Linked DNA regions of Mus musculus: region 2 is linked to region 1. A link is a contact called in public Micro-C data. All regions are on one chromosome and are shown on one strand. The core of a region is the stretch at or near the end of the contact, and the rest is flanking DNA. Distances in the headings are between cores, read along the strand shown.

What was found. Hi-C and Micro-C count contacts between places; a contact is called where the count stands out from the background.
Region 2: a contact with region 1 is called in a Micro-C map of embryonic stem cells, with 1.9 times the contacts expected there. The contact joins the promoter of Smurf2 here to the enhancer-like site in region 1. A contact is called at or near these places in 4 of 484 Hi-C or Micro-C datasets (Th1 cells, embryonic fibroblasts, embryonic stem cells and 1 more) and 1 of 115 datasets of contacts at active chromatin or transcription factors (effector CD8 T cells).

What each region holds. Positions count from the first base shown.
Region 1 is chr11:106,663,236-106,668,261 of GRCm38.p6, forward strand. All of the region lies in intron 14 of Pecam1 (platelet/endothelial cell adhesion molecule 1), which reads right to left. Among named protein-coding and RNA genes, the nearest start is that of Pecam1, 50 kb to the right of the region's middle. Within about 2 kb of position 2,271, at least 77 of the 459 cell types and tissues checked have an H3K27ac peak or open chromatin away from gene starts, as enhancers often do. A contact at or near this core is called in Th1 cells, effector CD8 T cells, embryonic fibroblasts and 1 more, where this site is marked.
Region 2 is chr11:106,918,286-106,923,311 of GRCm38.p6, forward strand. It overlaps Smurf2 (SMAD specific E3 ubiquitin protein ligase 2), which reads right to left and starts at 2,430. Exons shown (of 19, transcript NM_025481.3): 1 at 1,896-2,430. The coding sequence starts at 1,947.

The sequences.
Region 1 (5,026 bases), core at 1,021-3,520:
CTTAGTGGTTAAGGACACTGGCTACCCTTCCAGAGGTCCCAGATTCGATTTCCAGTACCTACATGGTGGTTCACAACTGTCTATAATTTTAGTCTTAGGGCATCTGACACCTTCTGCTGGCTTCCTCAGGCACCAGGCACACACATGCTACACAGACTCGCACACAGTCAGAACCCCCATACACATAAACAAAACTTAAAAACAAAAGAGGTTCTGTCCAGGATTTTGCTGTCTTAAGTAAATAATGTTGCCAATATCTTTGGCAGCAAATCTATTCTCACAGTTGATTTTACACTGTCTGCCCATTCCTGGGAGTAAGGATGGAAGGGGAGGAGGTGGAAGAGGAAGAGGAGAAAGAAGAAGAGGAGGAAGAAGAGTAGGAAGAGGAGGAAGAGGAAGAGGAGGAGGAAGAGGAGGATGAGAAAGAAGAGGTGGAGGAGGAAGAGGAGGAGGAGAAAGAAGAAGTGGAGGAGGAGAAAGAAGAGGAAGAAGAGGAGGAAGAGGAAGAAGAAGAGGAGGAGGAGGATAACTCAGGCTCTTGGCATCCATGGCCAAACTGACTAAGAGCAGAGCCTGCAATTTCCCTTTCCCATATGAGGCTCAAGTTGACGCATCCTTTTGTCAGAATGCACACTGTGCCCGGCTGCCCAGCCAGGCCACCGTTGTTATGCCCATGGCCTCTGACAAAAGCCTGGAAGTGGAGAGAGTGAGAGAGCAGGAAGCTCTGCACGGAAGGATCACATCACTGCCTGCATCACTGGAAGAGGAGCCTCACCACCAGATGGGAGGCTGGGGTAGGATTTGCCTCTTCGCACAGAGTCAGACTCTCCCGCCCATCCCAGGGACTGACTCTGTGTTGGGGCTGATTCTCCAGGTCTGGTGGAAACAGCAGCAATGAATACCTCATGTGCTCTCTGGGAAAAAAGTTCCCATGTGCTGGGGGCAGGGTAGGGGTGGGGACAGGGTAGGGGGTTAGGGGTTGGTGGCTGCTCTTACAGATGGTAAAGGTCATGGCGAGAAAGCCAAGAACAAGGGTGCAGGCCAGCTGGTTAAGTGCTTGCCTGGAACACATGGAGCCCTGGGGCTGACCCCCAGTATCATAGAAATTGGTGTGGCAGCACGGGGCTTATAAAGTCTGGTGTTAGGGAGGTGGAGGCAGGAGGATCAGGAGTTCAAGGTCATCCTCAGAGAGAGAGAGACAGACAGACAGACAGGCAGAGACACAGAGGAAGAAGAGGTGGAAAGATAGAAGGCAAAACCAAAAAATCCTAAGAAACAAACAAACAAAAAACCCTTTGAGCCTTGTGTGGTAGCTCTCTTTGTAAATCCAGCAGTCAAGCTGCCAGGCAGGGGGATTACCAAGAGTTCCAGGCTCTGTCACAAAACAACAAACAAATAAAAACCTGCTTTCCCCAAGTCTACTTCCCCTTCAAACCCTGTCATATAATATTCCATTGTTCCTAGTTAGAGGGAACAGGAACCGCTGTCCCAAAGGGGCCCCTCTTCTATTCTAGCGGGACAAAGGCAGTTGGCCTCTCAAAAAATCTGTACATCAGCCCAGGCACCGAGCAGCCACTCTGTCAGCCTCCACACACCGAGGGAGGCCATGACAGCTCCTCCTGGCCCAGGTCTCCACAGGGGAGAAGAACCCCATGTCCCGGCCTCCCCCACCCAGCCCACGTTCTCCAGAAGCAGAAACAAAATGTGACGTGTTAAAACTCTGCATGGCAGCCAGGCATGGTGGCGCATGAACACCTTTAATCTCAGCATTGGGGAGGCAGAGGCAGAGGCAGGTGGATTTCTGAGTTAGAGGCCAGCCTGGTCTACAAAGTGAGTTCCAGGACAGCCAGGGCTACACAGAGAAACCCTGTCTCGGAAAAACAAACAAACAAACAAAAAACAAAAACAACAACAACAACAACAAAAAACCACACAGGAGCTGGTGAGATGGCTCAGCAGTTAAGAGCGCCGACTGCTCTTCCAAAGGTCCCGAGTTCAAATCCCAGCAACCACATGGTGGCTCACAACCATCCGTAACGAAATCTGATGCCCTCTTCTGGAATGTCTGAAGACAGCTACAGTGTATTTACATATAATAAATAAGTAAATAAATATAAAAAAAAAAAAAACAAACCTCACAAACCAAAAAACAAAACTCTGCATGGGAGAAGGCAAGACTGATGGCAGGCAAGTCTGGGCCCACTTGGAGACTGTTTCTTTGGTGGGTAATGTTACACGATGGGGCACGGCGTAAGGTACTTTCCCCTCCTGCGTGTTCAGGCAGGAAGTGCCACCCTGGCAGTACCTGCTGGCCCAGCTGGCTTTGGGCCACACAGGATGGGTGGGAACCAACTTTCAAGTGTTCTTCTCTCCCTTCAGAGGACTTAGCCAGGACCCCACCCCCACCCCCACCCCTGCTCCTATTTTTTCCTTTTTAAATGTAGAAACAACAGAAATTTATTGCTCAGAGTTCTAGGAATGGGGGGAGGGGGTACAGGGGGAGGGAGGGCAAGATGAAGCCCAGGGCTCAGAGACCAGAGAGTGTTCCACCCTTAGACATGGTGGCTTCCTGCTGAGAGGCCTCTTCTCCTTAATTTAAATTGATGTAGGGTCTAATCCTGGCCCAGTCTAGCCTCAGATTTGCAGCAATCCTCCTGCCTCAGCCTTTCAAGTGCCATGATGTCCAGGTCAGGTTCTTTCTTGATGGTACTTCCTGTCATGGCTATCCTCTTGGTAAGGGGCAGTAAGGAATGTGAGAAAGATGAGGGATTTCTGCCCACTCGCTTCCCACCGCCCCCAGCCCCATTCACACATCCTGAGCTGGGTCTGGTGGTGCACAACTGTAATGACACCATTTGAGAGGCTGCCACAGGAAGGTTATGAATTGGAGGTTAACTGAACTGTCTTAAAGAAAAGGAAAGAAAAGGAGATGGGGTAGGGAGGAACTGGAAAAGAAGATGAAAGGAAAAGATCCTGGAAGTCTGAATTCCACACAAAGAGAAAGCAAGGGTGAAGAGGGGTGGAGTAGCTGACGCTTGGGTGGGGAGTGGGGGTGCCCAACTGATACAGAGCTGGGGCTGAGAGCAAGACTTGGTTTCCTTTACAGGCCAGAGGTGTGGGTGGGACCAGGTGCCCTGGTCAGCTCCTGAGGTGGACACAGAGAAAGCAAGAGCTGGTGTCTGAGGGAGCTCTCCTGGTGGACAGGCATAGAAGCTGGTGTCCTCTAAGCCAGGGCTTCTCTGTGTTCATCCTGCTGACATTCTGGGCTGGGAACTCTTGACCGAGACTGACTGTACCACGAGATGTTTCATAGCATCCCTGACTCCTACTCACCAGACTCATCAGGACTGCTCTCCCTACACCAGGTTGTAGCAACCGTGCATGTGTGCTGAGCTGGGGGTGTGACTCAGTGGACAGACATCTAACTGGCAGGCCTGAGGTCCTGCGGGCCGACTCTCCAGCACTGCAGGCCACCACCATGAAACGAAACCCCCTAGAGCTCAGGCATATCACAGATTATCCCGCATGAAGTCTGAGGTCAATGGAGTCCAGAGTTAAGTGACAGACAGAAATGTATACAGCCTCGGCCTGGCCTACTCTCTCTTACAGTTCACCGCTGTGCCCTGAGAGACACACACTTAACGGTTCCCTCTTCTGGTTAAGGTGATTCATTCATAAACTGGAACTAGAGCCACTGACTGAGGCTTGTGAATTCTAACCTCAGGAAAGTAATATAAAAGAAGACGTAAAGGCTTAGAGAGGTGGCTCAGTGGATAAGGACACTGACTGCTTCTGCAGAGGACCCAGGTTCGAGTCTCCGCACCCTTGTGGCTACTCACAACTAAACACCCGTAATTCCAGTCCCAGAGTATCTGACTCTGTCTTCCAGCCTTTGTGGTACCAGGCACCAACGGTACATACATGAAGGTTTTTGTTTTTCTTTTTCAAGTCAGAGTTTCTTTTCTTTTTCTTTTTCTTTTCTTTTCTTTTCTTTTCTTTTCTTTTTTTTTTTTTTTTTTTGAGACAGGGTTTCTCTGTGTAGCTCTGGCTGTCCTAGAACTCACTTTGTAGACCAGGCTGGCCTCGAATTTAGAAGTCCGCCTGCCTCTGCCTCCCAAGTGCTGGGATTAAAGGCGTGCAACACCACGCTCGGCTAAGTCAGCGTTTCTTTGTGCAGCCCTGGCAGTCCTAGAACTCGCTCTGTCCTCGAACTCACAGAGATCCGACTACCTCTGCCTCCTGAGTGCTGGGATTAAAGGGGTATGCACCATAGCCCGGCTAATATTTTTTAACTAAAAGGGAAAATAACTTTTAGAATGCTGAAAGATTAAGTTTGCATCTAAGCGACAAGGAAAGACCCAGAAATGTGACTCAAGGGCAGATACTCAGGAGGACTGGCTTCCATCCCCAATATCAATCAATCAATCAGTCAATCATGGGGTGGGTGGTGGTGACCATCAACAGCATTGGCCTCATTCCTCCACGGAAACTGAAGATTAAACCAATAACATAAAAAACAAAACCCACAGATTACTGCTGAAGAACGGCCTCTTACTTGTTCTGATTACAACCAACGCATATTCTTTCCTTCCCTTTGGCCTCTCTAGATTTGGCTCCTCTCTTGCTCTCTCTCTCTCATTCTCTCTCTCATTTGAATAGGGTCTCAAGAGGCCTGGGTTGGAGTTGGACTTTCTATTTACCCGAGGATGGCCTTGAACTCCCCATCTTGGAAAGCATAGTTTCCTCCTCGAAAGCGCGAAAGCGCTAGCATCACAGGCATAGAGTTTGTTTATCTCTACTTTGTTAGTTCTGAGAATGCCTGCCCTCCCCTCACCGCTCACACTCAGCCAGGGGACAGGCTGGCATTAGCGCCTCACGCAGCAACAGGAAAGGACAACGTTCAAAGGTCTAGAGGTGTTCTTTTTGTTTTGTTATTTGTGGTTGTTTGTATTTCTCCGAGACAGGGTTTCTCCGGGTAGCCCTGGTTGCCCTGGAACTCCCTCTGTAAACCAGCCTAGCCTTGAAC
Region 2 (5,026 bases), core at 1,180-3,679, 260 kb after region 1:
ATTGAATCTGGGTCCTTTGGAAGAACAGAGGGTGCTCTTTACTAAGCCATCTCTCCAGCCCACCTCAGAACTCATTTTATCCAAAGAAAACCCAAACCCCTCTTTTCTCTCCCATACACATATATGTGTGTATGTGTATATATATGTATATGTATATATGTGTGTGTGTGTGTGTGTGTGTGTATATATATATATATATATCCCAGAAGGAAATAAATAACATCCATTTCTGATGGCTTTTGCACACCTACACTCACAATTTCTTTCTGTAATTATTGACAAAGGCGTGCCTAATAAGAACATTAATATATAAACTAGAGCACCAAGGATCCTTTATAATTGTATTCCGCTGACTTCCCCCCGCCCAAATGAACACAATAAAGATGAAAATCAAAGCACCCCCCCCACCCAGTGTTAATAATACCTTGTAATTTTCCCTAGGGAAAAAAAGGCTTCCAGGTCAATACTATGTATATTTTTTAATTACTGGAGATAGAGGTGGTATGTGTACCTAAGTGCAGGTGCTTGTGGGAGGCCAGATGCATCAGATCCCCTGGAGCTAGAGTTACAGGTGATAGTGAGCCGAGGACCTGGGTTGGGGTGTTGCGACTAGAACTCAGGTCCTCTTAGAGAACAGGATACATTTAACTACTGTGCCATCTCTTCAGCCTCAAAAGTAAAGTATTTTACTCTGTAGCCAACATACATTCCAACTAAGTTCTCAAATACCAAATTCACTTCAAGCTACCTAGAAAGTACAGCCGATGGACTGCCGGTTAACACACAAACATTCAACTACAAAGTTCACCCACAGAAATCTCAAAGTTTAGTGTGGGCAAACATAATTACAGCTTATCCTTCGCTGGCGCAAATGCATATGAACCAACTACAAAATGCCGTCTTCTTCACCACACATCTGAATATAAATGTGGACAATTTACTTGCTGTGAATGACGTGACTAGCTAGCAGAGGGACAATAGTTTCAATTACACGCTTTAAACCAAACGCAATTTTTCCTTAAAAGGAGGGGGACGTTGACCACGGAAGAATATCAGAAGTGGCATCGTAAGCAAATTATACCTGTAATATGTTAACAACTCCCTGCAGCTGGGAACATTAAACAGTCTTTCCCAAATCCCTCTGAGCATTCCTTTCCATTTAGAAAGAGGGTGAGAAGTGTGGAGAGGACTAGTGAAAGTTAGCTTAAAAGTTCGTATGCGTCCAGACTGAGAAACACATTGCAAAGCAAGGGATTCTAAACCAGGTCTGGAGTTAAGACATGAGCAACTAGTTCTGCGGCCTACAAGGAACAACCCCAAACATGCTACCCTACAATCAAACAACTTCCAAAACACAGAGTGTACAATGAGCCGGGAGTCGTGGGATCAGGCAGACACGCCGGAAAAGCCAACCACAGTCTCGGTCCCTCCCTCCCAGAGACGTGCGTTTAAGGTGTGTGGCACTGGCCACAGAGGTTGGCAGCACTGGAGAGTAAAGGTTTCACTGCCGGGCATAGGTAGGTGTCCAAGTTAACAACCCGGGAACACAAGCACTCTCCCGTTAAGCACTCACTCCATGTTTAAGGAGTGTTTACCGCGCGCAGTCAGCAACTGGATTCAGTAATCCCTTTCCCGACCCCACCTGGGCAGGAGCCCAGGGGCTGCTCCTGTGACCCCAGGAAACGAGACTTCAGGACCTCAAATCCGCCCTCCACGGGAGACCCACGGGCCACACACTGGGCGTTCTGAAGAATTTCCCAACCCCAGCTAAGTGGTTCTCCAATGACTCCCTAAACTAGGCCTTCCCACGCCCGGATTCCCGTCCAACGCCACCACCGACCGCGACCCCGGCCCTCTGCTTGCCCACAGGCGCCACAGCCGCCCGCCCAGCTCACCTGTCAGGCGCAGCTTGACGGGCCCGTTCCTCCGGCCTCCGGGGTTAGACATGTCCCCAGCGGCGGGGGAGGTGGCGGCGGCGGCGGCGGCGGCGCTCGCGGCCGGCGGGCCGGCGGGCGGGCGGGCGGACTGGGCTGGGCTGGGCCGACGGCGAGGCGCAGAGGAGTCACCACAGCGGCCGGGGCCGGGGTCCGAACAGCCCGCGCCGCGGCCGCCAGGGCCGGAGGGTCCCGGATGTGCCGAGCGCCGTCGCCATGAGCCGCGGAGGGAGCGGGACGCAGAGCTCCCCCCTCCTCCCACTTCTGCTTCCTCGGCCCGGGCCACACAACAAAGCGGCAGCCGCGGCCGGCCGCGCCGCCTCCGCCCCGCGCCCCCGCCGCCTCTTGTCCTCGCGGTCCGCCTCGGTCTCCCCTTCTCGGTGCCGCGAGGCCTGGGAGCGGACGGTGCGAAGTCTGCTGAGGCGGGCGGGTGCTCGGCCGCTTCCTCCTCCGCCCGCCCTCTTGTCTGAGAGAACCCGGTCCTGGGGCCGCAGCCGCTGCCGCCGCCGCCGCCGCCGCCACTCGTCGGCTCCTGGGGGCGGGGAGGAGACGGGGGCGGGGCCGGCGGGCGGGGCGGGGTTGCGGTGGGCGGGGCCGGCGAGGGGGCGGGCTTGTGGGCGAGGTCTCCTGCGCCTGGGGCGCCAGAGGAAGGCCTGGCTCCGCGCGAGCTGCGGGCAGCGCGTGCGCCACGGCCCAGACTGGGCCCCGAACTACACCGCCCGGCGGCGCCGGCTCGATGGCACCAGAGGGGCCTACTGACCAGCTAGCTCACTGAAAGATCGCCTGTGTCCCTACAGGGCAGAATGCCCGAGTAATACTCCCACTGCGCGCTCTGAGAGGCTGGCGAGAGTAAAGTTAGACCCAAGTCCGAAGAATTAATTCGCCAAGATGCTATTCCCACATCGAACGCTCCAGCAAATTCCCAGGAGTGCTTAGCTCTGAGTATTGTAATTGCCACCTCCACAGGCTCACCTGGTGCTCCATATCCGGTTACCTACCTGCTCGATTCTTCCCCCAACCCTGCCCAGGACAAGCATAGGGAGATAATACAAATGCGGCCAAAGACTGTGAACAAGATAGGTGGATATAGTGTGGAAAGCTCACGCAGTACTGTATTTTGCTGTCCCAGGAGGAAAAAAGAAAATGAATAGGACTGTAACTCTGACGCGGTGACTTACAACTAATAAGAACTTATTCTGGACAAATAAATAATGCAGGTTGTTTTGGGATTTTGTTTTGCAAGGTTGGGGTGAGAGTGCAGCCTAATAGTGAATTGTATTACATCAACTGCAACACATTTTTATGCAGCCATCTAAATGGCAATTGTGGTAGCCATGTAACATGTCAGACTTTATATGTAATGCAGGGTTTAAATGGAGAATACAAGTTTTATGTGCACGCAAGAGTAATAATGCAAACTAAGGATAAGAGTGTGGATTTGTGCCGGGCAGTGGTGGCGCATGCCTTGGGAGGCAGAGGCAGGTGGATTTCTGAGTTCGAGGCCAGCCTGGTCTACAAAGTGAGTTCCAGGACAGCCAGCGCTACACGGAGAAACCCTGTCTCAAAAAACCAAAAAAAAAAAAAAAAAAGAGTGTGGATTTATATCCATGTTAGCTTTGCTTTAAAGCTGTTATAACATTAATGCCGTTTAAACTGTTCATTGAAGCCTAATACATTTTAATCCTAAAACATTGCAAATGGTGACTTAAAATCTACCAGTTAAGACACTTCATTCTCCAGGTGAAATCCAAGAGCGTTTCATCGGTCTAAAAACACTCCTACGGATTAAAGTGATCCCAAAATCATAAGTTCTAGCAGTAAGACTTAAAATACAAGGGACAGCTCTAAAAATTCAATCAAGAAATACTAAGTGCTTATTATTCACAAAGCAATGAACAGGGCCCTTAAACACTTCTTTGTGCAATGTAAGATCTGAAGGCTCAGGAAATAATTCCCACAAAAGTTACTGTGGCGATAGAACAATTGCTACATCACTGTTTCAAACGCTAGGCTGAGACAATAAACTGAGCAGGCTGATGTATGCACTCTTCCTTTCCCTGGTTCTTATGGCCCACACTTTGTTCCCAACCACCCACTAGCATAATTTGTAGCTTTGTATTGGGAAATGGAAGTTAAGATTTCAGAAAATGGTCGGAAGCCTAGCAGGGGGTGGGAGGGTGGAAGACTGTTGTGAGTTTTAAGCAATACCTTCACATATGTGGCGGCTCAGGGAAATGGGCATAGGTTCAGACAATTCCGTTTAGACTTCCCTAAGAATAATGCTTTTAAACCATTCAGTCAGGGCTGAAGAGATGGTTTGTTGCTCTTGCAGATAATCTGGGTTCATCCCAGCACCCACAAGCTAGCTCACAACCATCTATAACCCCAGTTCCAAGGGATATGATGCTCTTTTCTAACTTCCATGGGCACCAAGCATGCATGCGATACACACAGATACATTCAGGAGAAGCATTCATACACACAAATAAGTCTTTTAAAAAGCTCAAAATATAAATAATAAGCAAAACCATTCAATATGTTGATAACCTCTGTGTAATGTTAGAAGTCAAATCCAGTGTCTTACACATGATAGGCAAGCATACTACCACTGAGCAACATCTATAATAACACTGTATTTGTTATTTTAGCTTTTATTTTACAGACAGGGACTCACTGTGTAAGCCTTGCTGGCCTGTAACTTACTATGTAGACCAGACTGGCTGGAAATGGACAGAGATCCATCCAAACCTACCACCACGCCCTTTATTATACTGGTAGTAATCTTTTTAAAGCTGGGTACGTGGATGTTTGTTTTATTGTTGTTTTCCTTAACACATTAAATCTTTAATATTGACTTTAATTAATAAATAAAATAAAGATTTTAGAAGACAAAAAAATAATAAAATCAAAAGGACTAATGTTAATAGGAAAGCCACTTCCAATAAATCTCTTGACAAAAAAGCCTCACCAGTGTAGGCCCAAAACAGAGCTCTCTGAGCCAGAAACCTTCAAGTAAAAAGGAGTTTTTATGCACATTCCCCCTTGGCTATTTCGTTAGTACACATTATATAGAAACTATGCAGTGGACTATC